Regions from separate parts of the Capra hircus genome. Here region 1 is linked to region 2. Evidence: chromatin contacts called from public Hi-C data. All regions are on one chromosome and are shown on one strand. The core of a region is the stretch at or near the end of the contact, and the rest is flanking DNA. Distances in the headings are between cores, read along the strand shown. Region 1 overlaps FNIP2 (folliculin-interacting protein 2). Region 2 holds the start of PPID (peptidyl-prolyl cis-trans isomerase D).

The links. A called contact is a pair of places that touch in the nucleus more often than the background predicts.
Region 1: a Hi-C map of liver shows a contact between it and region 2, with 3 times the contacts expected there. The contact joins the enhancer-like site here to the promoter of PPID in region 2. A contact is called at or near these places in 2 of 5 Hi-C or Micro-C datasets (blood and liver).

What each region holds. Positions count from the first base shown.
Region 1 is chr17:30,928,424-30,934,314 of ARS1.2, forward strand. It overlaps FNIP2 (folliculin-interacting protein 2), which reads left to right. Exons shown (of 18, transcript XM_018061487.1): 11 at 76-164; 12 at 2,731-2,877; 13 at 2,992-3,161. Among named protein-coding and RNA genes, the nearest start is that of FNIP2, 95 kb to the left of the region's middle. Within about 2 kb of position 4,053, at least 1 of the 5 cell types and tissues checked has an H3K27ac peak or open chromatin away from gene starts, as enhancers often do.
Region 2 is chr17:30,791,009-30,796,792 of ARS1.2, forward strand. It overlaps PPID (peptidyl-prolyl cis-trans isomerase D), which reads right to left and starts at 2,338. Exons shown (of 10, transcript XM_018061485.1): 1 at 2,123-2,338; 2 at 125-265. The coding sequence starts at 2,207.

The DNA.
Region 1 (5,891 bases), core at 2,803-5,302, 140 kb after region 2:
ATGAATAAAGCCTGGTAGGTGATTGTGAAGGAATGTCGTCTCAGCATAAAGTGGCTTCTTTTCTCTCCACTGAAGGCCATGATTTCCTGCAGGAAGATAGCAGAGTCGAGTCTCCGTGTCCAGTTCTATGTCAGCCGTCTGATGGAAGCTCTGGGGGAGTTCAGGTAAGTTGGCAACGTTTGGCGAACCCAGCAAGGGACATTGTGGAGCAGCAGCCTTGAACCTCCACATGTGTGGAGACCATGGCTCGGAATTCAGAGTTGGAGGCGAATTCCAACCTGGGGGCTGGCAGTTATTGGTTATTTTAGCAGCTCCTTCCTTGGAAGCTAAGGCCCAAAGGAGCAAAAAGTTTAAGTCACCAGCCCCAACTTATCCTCATGACTGCCTGAGGGACAGTCTTTGATCTGATTGTCTTTACCAGAATGAATGGAGAAAACTCAATGCTCATAGGTCTCACGTCATCTCACAGAAGCCTCAGAGTAAGCACTCTTGGCCCATTTTACAGATGCGGAAAACCTGAAGTCCAGATGTTCGTCCAGAGCGCAAGTGGGGAGAGTGTGTGTGTCAGGGACATGACACCCCAGTTTGTCAGGACCGTCCTGTGCACACCCGGAGTCCTCCCCGTGAGGGTCCTCCTCAGGACATAAATCACATGATCACCCTAGTGTATCTTTGCTGTGAGTTCCTAATTGGCAACCTTTGTATCCTACAGACCAGTTTTCTAGAGGTCTTGCCCCTTGTGTCAGGCAGAAAGGTGGTCTGTTCTGGGGGCAGGTGGGATTTACGGTCACCAGGCTGAGCAGGGTTGTTGCAGCACTCCTTAGGGCCGGCTTCTTGGGCGGGGAGTGGAAGCCCCCTCTGAAGCAGTCACGAGCTAATGAATGAATCTAACTGTTCCTCTCTAGCTGCAGAACAAAAATGTTTACAATTCTTAGAACATTAGAAGGTTTTTGTGATGATTAAGGTAAAGGCTGGTGAACTCAGATGCTGCTTGAAGCAAAGTCTCCATCCAGTCTTTGCTGAGCCCTCAATTATGTGTAACGTACTCCAGTAACAAATGACTCATTATCTGGGGTTGCTCAGATCAAGTCAGATATTTGAGGAATAATGTGCAGCTGTGTGTTTCGGAGGCAGTGTGGTGACTGGAGAACCTCCTGCAGTGTAGGCACCCTGGGGCTGCTGTGGCAGACTCCAGGCTGGCTTGTGCTGGAGCGTCTGCACACTTGTTTAACGAAAGGTCCAGCTCTTAAAGCACAGGATCAGAGGCCTTGCTGTGGATGGATGATGGGTCTTATTCTTAGTTTAGCAAACCGCTGCTCAGAAACGATGACAGTATGGTGTGTTATTGCTTGGAGGCCTTGGCTTCAGTAGGTGAACCCTAGGTCCGTGTGGCTGTAACTTGCCCCTCCTGCTTACTCAAAGATGCTCTGCTTTGTGCCAAAGCAGGATCCTGTGTGTCCCAGCTCCTTGATGCACATGGCCCCAAACTGAGGTCAGAATATGCCTCATGTATATTCACCGGGGAGAGGGGATGTGTCCTAGCCTCAGAGGCAGAAAGGTGGTCTGCTCTGGGGGGCAGGTGGGATTCATGGTCAACAGGCTGAGCAGGGCTGTTGCAGTGCTTCTTAAAGCCAGTTTCTCAGTGGGGAATGGAAGCCTAGGCTAAGTCGGTGTGCTTGCTGGAAAGACCCCTGTGAGCCACAGGGGCTGGAGCAGAGCCCGCGGCACCAGGTGCCCTCATCGGAGTGTGTGTCTGCTGCAAGGAACCTAGCTCCGCTACACCTCGGTTTCTGTCCTAAGAATTTGATTCTGTTAGTCCATGTAAGAATCTAGTAAATAATATAGTGAAGAAGAGACATTTATGTAGCTTTTTCATCTGAAGTGAATAAAGTGCTTTGGTTCAGAGAAGGAAAGTGCTGACGAGAAATTGGGAGAGTTGAGTTGCTTCTGGTCACATTTTAAGTCTAGCATATTTGATCTTTCTTCCTTATTTTTTTCTCCTGTAAAAATTGCCCTAGATTCTGACACAAGGCATCGTAAAGGATATTTTACATCAGTGTGTAGTATACGTTTCCTGAAAAGGGGGTCTCTGATGCAGCTGCTCAGCTTTTCTGTTGTGCAAATGTACCGAAAGATAATAGGGAAATGATGAGCATGGCCATGTGCCAATAAAGCTTTCTTTATAATAAAGGTCAGATTTGACCTGTACATTGTGTCCTAGTTTACCAACCCCTGTTTCATATTATTTTATTTTTAGTTTTCTTTTTAAAACATTGTATTATTGGAGTACAATTGCCTTACAAAGCTGTGTTAGTTTCTGCTGTACAACAGTGTGATTCAGCCACTAGTACACATGTATGTCCCCTCCTCCTGAGCTCCCCTCCCATGCCCCGGGTCCCACCCCTCTAGGTCGTCACAGAGCCCTGAGCTGAGCTACCTGTGCTCTACAGCAGCTTCCCCCTAGCTGTCTGTTTCACGTACGGTAGTGAGTATATGTCACTGCTACTTTCCCAGTTCACCCCCCGTCTCCTTCCCACACTGTGTCCACAGGTCAGTTCTCTTTGCCTGTGTCTCTGTTCCTGCCCTGCAACCCACCCCTGTATTACATTCTGCTTTGAATGCCTTAGGGACTCCATAGATCCAGATGACTGTTTTCTTCTGGGTTCCTTTATGCACAGGTCATCCACCACAACACCTGTGACAGTTCCCTGCTCCCTTTCTCTTCCATAGAGGGACGATCTGGAGCCTGTACTCCGTGCCCAGGATCGCCGAGCCCGTATGGCTGGCCATGATGTCCAGCACTTTGGAGAGGACCCAGCTGTGCCAGCGCTTCCTCAAGGAGTTTACACTCCTGATAGAGCAGATCAACAAGAACCAGTAAGGGCGGCCCACTGGGGCCTTGCATGACAGTTCCTTGCCCGTGTACATGCTGTGGGTGACTGCCTCTTCCTGCATTGACTCACTTGCTTATGTTTTCTCCCATTTCTCCAGGTTTTTTGCTGCCCTGCTGACTGCAGTCCTAACCTACCACCTGGCCTGGGTACCCACCGTCATGCCTGTTGACCACCCACCCATCAAAGCCTTTTCTGAGAAACGCACCTCTCAGCTAGTCAACATGCTCGCCAAGACACACCCATACAATCCTCTCTGGGCGCAGCTGGGTCAGTACCTGATGTGACCATTCAGAGGCCGTGTGGGATGGAACTGCAGAAACAGCAACGTTTTCGGTTGATATTCGCCATCCAGCCCAGCAATTCCCAGGTGTCACTGGGCTGGCAGGGAACAGGAGACTGGCCCACAGATTCTACCTGTAAAGCAGGACCCTCACCCGACCAGAGCCTCATTCTGGTCTTTAAAGCCATGCAGGCCCACTGGGCCCTCCCACATGGCAGCCACAGCTGCTCCTCTGGTGGGCTTCCTTAATGCTGGCACCACTGACACTTGAACCAGAAAATTTTTTGTTGGTTGTGGGGAGAGGGGCTGTCTGTGCCTGGTCAGATTTTTTTTTTTTTTTGTAATATTTATTTGGCTGTACCAGATCTTAGTTGTAGCGTTGGAATCTAGTTCCCTAACCAGAGATGGAACCCAGGCCCCCTGCATTGGGAGCACGGAGTTTTAGCCACTGGACCACCAGAGAAATCCCTGGTCAGATGTTTAGCAGCATCACTGGCCTCTGTTCACCAGCTGCCAGTGAAAACCCCTCTTCCAAAGTTGTGATGATGAAAAATGTCACCAGACATTGCTGAGTGTCCTGTAGGGGGCAGGACACCCCTGGTTGAGGCCCACTGCCCTACAGAGGGTGGACTGGATAGGAGGAAAGTCAGAGAAAAAAGAGAGTAACCACACGCTATGATTCCATTACCTTTTAAGTTTGAGCCGAGGGCAGAGACTTTGTCTTTCTGTCCACCGCCCCCTGGGCTACTTCCTCCAAGCTTTGCACTCAGGCCTAGCACAGGGACCTGGCGTGTCATGTGGCGGCTGGCAGAGCATGGGCTTGTGAGACCAGGGCTCAGGGTGGGAGAGGGGAGTGCCAGAGCCTCTCACCAGCAGAGCCTACAGTGACCAGTCAGGCTTGCATACCTGCTCTGTCCCAGGACCCTGTCCGTCGGCTGGACCCAGGGCTGGGATGACAGGCAGCTCATTCTTGGGACACCTGCTGCCTGTGGAGGAGGCAGGTTGTATTGAGAACATCCTGAGCACTCCTTCGGTGGGATGGGCAGAGGCGAGCCCACAGAGAGAGAGAGTACGCAGTGTGGAGGGTGAGGGCCAGGGCCAGACAGCTGGACTAAAACCCTGCCTCCTGGGCAAGCGGCCTAACCTCCGTGCCTCTGCTTCTCCGTCTGTGCTATGGGACGTGATGACTCATGGCTGCTGTGGGAACTCCACTGCTTATCTGTAAGTGGCCTTGTCCATTCTGCTGCTGCAGCTGTTAATATGACAGGGGCCGCGGGAGATAGAGGAGTGAGTAGAGGGGGCTTTCAAGGAAGACACACTTGTTGTTCAGTCGCTAAGTCATCTCTGACTCTTTGTAACCCCATGGACTACACACCAGGCTTCCCTTGTCCTTCACTATCTCCTGGAGTTTGCTCAGATTCACTTCAGTTGAATCGGTGATGGTTGGATGGCATCACCGATTCAACCATCTCATCCTCTGTCATCCCCTTCTCTTGCCCTCAATCTTTCTCAGCATCAGGGTCTTTTCCAGTGAGCTGGCCCTTTGCATCAGGTGGCCAAAGTATTGGAGCTTCAGCATCAGTCCTTCCAGTGAACAGTCAGGGTTGATTTCCTTTAGGATGGACTGCTTTGATCTCCAAAGGACTCTCAAGAGTCTTCTCTAGCACCACCACTCAAAAGCATCAATTCTTCTGTGCACAGTTAGAAGAGCAGCATTTTCCAGAAAAGAACTTCAGACTGGGGACAGGCACAGCAACTCTGGGAAAGAGCATATTCTAGTAGTAATGAAATGAGAGCCGTCACTGTGAGCCACACTCTATTTCAGGTGCTTTCTGCACATACTAATTACTTAGAGTCTCATTCTCACCCTGTTGCTGCATCCTCACTCTATTACAGATAATGAAGCTGTCTTTCTCTGTACCCTGGGTCATGAAGTGTGTGAGGAGGAAGGAGGGTGCATTTCCCATGTTAGCAAGGTCCTAGGTGCAGATGAGTTAACTGAAGTATATACGGGTGTCCTGAAGGGGAAGGAGCCGGGAGCCCAGCTCCTTCTGGGTCGTCGGGTTCTTCCCAGGGAGGACCAGGCACTGCCATTCTAATTATGGACAACAGGCTTGATGAAAAAGTTATTAAGACGTGACAGAAGGGGGCCAGATGTTTAGAAAACATGGTGTTTCTTGGTGCCCAGTCACCCATTTTAAAGGAGCATGAATTGAGTGGTGTACATTTAACTAGATAAATATATGTATACTTAGCTGTGCTTTCCATGTGAGGTTTAACTAATTGAGATCAGTTCCCTGTGTTCGGTATAACAAGGCAGAGTCCCTTCCTCTGGGCCCAAAATTCTCTTTCAAAGGAGAGCATATGTTTTCGGAAGTACCCTCTCAGCACCCCAACAATCCAGCAGGGCCTGCCGTGGTCAGACTGAGGTCAGGGTGCAGCCAGAGGTACAGTCACAGGGGAGAGCTTTATGAAGCCAAGGGTTAAGTGATGGTTGAGTTTCCAGTATTACAGAACATCGAGGGCTGCACTATTTTGACAGGGGGACACTTATTTCCAAAGATTGTTATTATTTTTATTAAACATTCACCAAGTCACAGCAAACAGGAAAATATAAATGGCCAGGAATATGCCTGGTGCTAATGTACTTGTTAGGAGAAGGCGATGGCACCCCACTCCAGTACTCTTCCCTGGAAAATCCCATGGAAGGAGGAGCC
Region 2 (5,784 bases), core at 1,088-3,587:
ATCCTTTTGAAACTAATAGTAATTTTTAACTCTCACCCTCTCCTTAGTGTTTTCTTCCCTAACTCCCTAAGGAACAGGATTCATGACTTCTAAGAAGAATCAGATTCACAAAATGTATACATACTTCTATGGAAAGGACATCCTTTGAAATGGAGAGGTTTCCCAGTGGTGGGTCCAATGCCTTTTTCTCCTGTACATAATGCACGAAAATTTTCTGCAGTTTTGGGTACAATATCTGCAAACAATTCTAAGACAATTCGACCAACTGAAAGAAAAAATAAAATTGTGTCAGTATGCAAAACAATGGTAAAATTATGGTGACTGAAAAATACCAAGTTTTCTTTTTTTGGTCATTTTTCTAATATTCTAATTCAGTCTACCTAAATTGAGTATCATGTATCCAGATGACTTTAAAACAACTACTTTACTACATCTTACAAAAGATCATAAACAGTAGCCAGAAGATCAGCAGCATATAAGGACACCATCATCCTCTGTCGGCCCCTTCTCCACCTGCCCTCAACCTTTCCCAGCATCAGGGTCTTTTCCAATGAGTCGGCTCTTCGCACCAGGTGGCCAAAGTATTGGATCTTCAGCATCAATCCTTCCACTGAATATTCAGGGTTCACTGACTCAATGGACATGAGTTTGAGCAAACTCCGGAAGATAATGAAGGACAGGGAAACCTGGCATGCTGCAGTTCAGAGGGTCACAAAGTCAGACAAGACTTAGTGACAGAACAACAACAAAGGACACCATCATTTGATTGATTTTCTCTGACATGTGCGCATAATTTTAAATCACCAAATGACCAATAGAAGAAAATACAATATCCTCTGAGTGGTCAGGCTGGCCAAGTTTTAAGTGCAGCTGTGGTCTCTGTGCTCTGTGGAACCTGCCTAGTGCTGCCTCTGCAGCAAAACCTGAAAAAGTTGCCATTCTAGACAATTCCTAATGCAGGCAATAAACCCAGCACTAAATTTCAAAACAAAATGAACACACACCTAAGTCTCCCTGCGTGTGTTTGCCTGCCTTCTCAGTAAACAAAGACTGTTGCAGCCATTAAGCCATCACATTATGCTGACCTGACGCAGCCGAAGAGCCCGGAGGGAACTCAGTATGGAGACAAACAGGCTGCCCATTTCCAAGTCCACCTAGCAGTCAGTTGCTGCAGCCACCCTGAACAGTGTACCCTGAGGAGACTAAGGATGGGAAAACACAGGATACTGGCCCCAGACAGCTGAGATGCACATCAAATGAATGATTGCAGTGAGCCCAGATTCTTACATCTTCCCATACAGAGAAAAGCCCTACACTCCTTAACTAGAGACACCTGGTTTTCTTTAATAAACAGTAATCTTTTTTCGATGTTCCGACCACGAGGTCTTTGTTGCAAAAACTCCTATATACCTTGACTCCTTCCTCATCTCTTTGAACAGAGCTGAGATACTCTGTCCCAGGCTTAAGGGACAGAGTTTTTTCCTTTAAAGCAGTTGTAACGTGTTCCAGAACAGGAGCAATTAAGCTACAAAGCAATGTGAGAATTCACAAGACCTGAGGCGCCTGCAAGCTGCTACTGTAGCCTAGGCAACCACACCGCCACACAGATCTCATTTTCCCCACGCCAAAACGGAGAAAATGTCCACCAATCTGAATGCATCAGTAGTAAAGAAGAATCAGTAGTAAAAAAGAAAAAAGGAAAACACGCAAAAGTCGGTTTAATTTATAGATAACATGGCAACTGCTGACATACATCACGTGGCGAAAGACACAGGGTGACGGGAGCCCACCAGACGCTTAACCTGGGGTTTTCAAAGCAGGTTTTCGCCCTACAAACAAAATCATCTCGTTTTGTGCTAACTTCACGGTGCTAGGTGGCGGGCAGGTGCGGCCAAGTCGGGACAGATAAACCCAAAAGCTTCCAGCATTCCTCGAACAGAAATTTCCAGAAACTTCTCCACGCCCCACGGCACCGGTACAAGGTCGCGGGCGCAACCCAGCCCAGAGGCCTGGACCAGTGCAGGTCCCAGTGTGGGCAGCCGGCCCCACCTCAGACCAGCCCCCTGCCCGAGCAGCGCTCCAGCCTCAGGGGCCCCCGACCCCGGGCGCCCCGCCTCCTCACCTCGCTCCCCTCCGATGTCCACGTCGAAGAAGACTCGAGGGTTACTGGGGTTGGAAGGCTTAGCCTGGGGGGATGGATACGACATTGTGGCTTTAGGGCGCGTGTACGACCACCTCTTAACACCGCGTGGTCTCCGTGAAGCTGGAACCCTAAAGTCACAAGGCCCGCGAAGAACGGCGGCGCTGGTGAGCTGCTTCCGGCTGGGGTACGGAGGACACGGCTGATCTTCCGGCGCCGCCTCTCAACTTCCTGCGGCGCGGCCCGACTTCCGGCTTCGCTGGCCTTGGAGTCCGCTGGTGCCTGAGCTCTAGTGGTCGGCTCTGCGCTTTCTCAGCCGGGTTTCTCCTCTTTTCTGGTGCACTGAAGCTGTAGGCCCAGTTGTTTTTATTCCTCTCGCTAGTGTTTTGGGAGAGCGTTGTCAGGCTGTCACCCCGTTCCACCTCGGGGCTTAGCTGTCAGGCTAGGGGCCGGCTGTCGAAAAATGCGTGTGTCTGGGAAACGGGGCTGGAAACGCTCACGTTGGGGGTCGTCAGAGGGTGGAGACGATGGCCCTCAGCACCCGCCTGGCGGCGCAGCAAGCCGCGGCGAGTCGCTGATCCCTGTGCGGTGGCGGCCGTGTTGTAAATCGATTCTCTTACTTGGCCATGTGAGCGGTGGCAGGAGGCCAGGCCGAAGATTCCTGGTTCAGCTGCCTTGTAGGGTGCCCGCTTTCCCTGAGGAGCTGTATTCAAGTTTCTGATTTCGCTGCATGACCGCACACTTCAGTTCAGTTCAGTTCAGTCGCTCAGTCGTGTCCGACTCTGCGACCCCATGAATCGCAGCACGCCAGGCCTTCCTGTCCATCACCAACTCCAGCACACTTACTTCTTGATAAAGCTTAATTCTGGAGAAGAGTGAACTCCCGCACACTTACTTCTTGATAAAGCTCAATTCTGGAGAAGAGTGGTGCTATGGTCCTTACCACTTCATAATATTCTAATTGTTTATTGACCTATTCGTCTATCTTCTGCCGTTAAACTCCACGAAGACAGGAATTTGGTGTTCTTTTTTCTAACCTCAACACTTCTCACAGTGTCAGGCCCTGAGAATGTTTATATGAAAATGTCAAGAAATTTCATTTTCATATGCCTTTATGTACAATGCGAGAAGAGTTCCTGTATCAGCTCCTCGTGCTGATCCTTTCAAACTCCGGCACATTAAAGTTAATGTAAAATGTTACTCTTTTATGCATTGGTGGCCTTCAGTTTCATGGTGTTTATCCGTTGTGGTTCCCCGAAGATCCAGAAGAAATTACTTAGCACATAACCTCTAAGGCCGCTTGATAAGAGTCAAAATAAATTATTCCTTAAACCAGTCTCATTTCAGAACTACAAATTGGTAGCTTAGACTTTTTCTCAAAAATATCAAATGATTAAGTAAAAATTTTTGTTCTGATCTACGAGCTTAAAATCAGCTTTTAGTTTATTCCAAAAGTAGTCTTTTAAGCACTATAATCTTCTGTTATTATGGTTGATTATCATTAACTAGGCAGCATAGCTAAGCACTTCTACTTGGCTATCAGACTTTGGGGTTGAATCTCTAATAGCAGTTTGTGATTTTTGAAGTTACTTAGCTTCTCTGTGTCTTAGTTTCCTTATATGTAAGTTAAGATAATACGTATTTTTTAAGTTTTTATGAGGAGTAAATAAGTTATTTAAGGTGTTTTAGTTTCAGACACATAGTAAGTACTCAAGTGTAAGCAATGATTAACCGTAAATAGCTAATACTTTATTATAATTGGGCTTCCCTGATGGCTCCCACAGTAAAGCAGCTGCCTGCAATGCAGGAGACCCGGGTTCAATTCCTGTGTCGGGAAGATCCCCTGGAGAAGGAAATGGCAATCCACTCCAGCACTCTTGCCTGGAAAATCCCATGGACGGAGGAGCCTGATAGGCTACAGTCCATGGGGTCGCAGAGTCAGACACGACTGAGCAACTTCACTTTCACATTATTATAATTACTAATATCAACGTTAATATTACTAAATACTATATTAGAGCAATTACTAATATCTTACTAATATCAATTTTGAATAATACTTCAAAATGAAAGATGCAAATTGCTTTGAGGATGCCTCTGCATTGTCGGAAAATGCAACATGATTCTTTCTGTTATACAGGTTTCTGGGTGTAAAAGACGAATCCAAATGTTACTCTCACTCTGTCTAGATTTTTCACAGTAAAGTCACAACTTTTTATAAACTGCCATATTCCTAGAACCAACTCTATTAACAGAATCTACCTTTGAAAATCTTTCCAGAACTGATAAATCTTTACCCTAGCAGACAACCTGTCTCATTGTCAGTCTCCTTAAGACAGGACTCTGAGTTCTGAAGTCTTGCCCAATGTGTAGGAAGGAACAGAGCCAAGACTATGAATTATTTCTCTCTCTATATATATATATATGAAGTGAAAAGTCGCTCAGTCATGTCCATTTCTTTGCGACCCCGTGGACTGTAGCCCACCAGACTCCTCTGTCCATGGGATTCTCTAGGCAAGAATACTGGAGTGGGTTGCCATTTCCTTCTCCAGGGGAACTTCCCAACCCAGGGATCGAACCTGGGTCTCCCATATTGCGGACAGACGCTTTAACCTCAGAACTACCAGGGAAGCCCTGATATATATTATATATAATAATATATCATATAATATAATATATATTAATATAATAGTATATTTTAATATATTATCATTGTATTAATATATTTTATAACTTTCTTATATAATGTAATATAATTATATTGATATTGATTATTAATAATATATTAATATACTATTATAATATATTGTGTATATAATTTTTATAACTTTCTTTTTATATTGGAGTATAGCCGATTAGCAATGTTGCGATAGTTTCAGGTGGACAGCCAAAGGACTCAGTTGACTATGCGCTATTTCTTAAGGCTAAGGACACAGTTTCATTCGGAGAGAGGGAGGGATATTATTCCTAAGAGCCCTATTACTGTTTCTGTCTGTTCCTAGTGTGGTAGGATAATATTAACAGATTGCCTCCCCTAACCAGTATTATCTTCTTTCAGTGTTTTTGTGCATGACTCCACCCCAAACAAGCAGCTAGGCATCCTGTGCTTATTTATTGCTTTAAGGGAAAGATGCAGAGAAAGAAAAGAAAACAGAGGAAGGAATAAAAGGAGTCCGTCCTGGCTTTCATACTGCAAAAAGCTTGGCTTACAGGAACTAAAAAAAAACTGGCGGAGCAAGAGAAGTGGATAAAACATGTTCTGTACGAGCTTGGCTTTCCACTCACAGAAGAAACTGAAACAAACAAACTCCCCCCTTGTGCTGGAGAAAGAGGAGGTTGTGGATGGTAGAAAGTGGGGAGAAAGAGGAAAGGTAGAAATGGACCGGTGTAAATGGTCCTTAACTTGGAGAGTGAGCAAAACAACATCCCTGTATTTGTCAGTGTGCCCTGGAAGTTGCTGTTGTTCAGTCTCCCAGTCCTGTCCAGCTCTTCACGACCCCATGGACTGCAGCACACCTGGCCTCCCTGTCCCTCACCATCTCCCGGAGTTTGCCCAAGTTGATGTCCATTCCATCGATTATGCCATCCAGCCATCTCATCCTCTGATGCCCTTTTCTCCTCCTGGAAGAGGAGACACCTTCTTT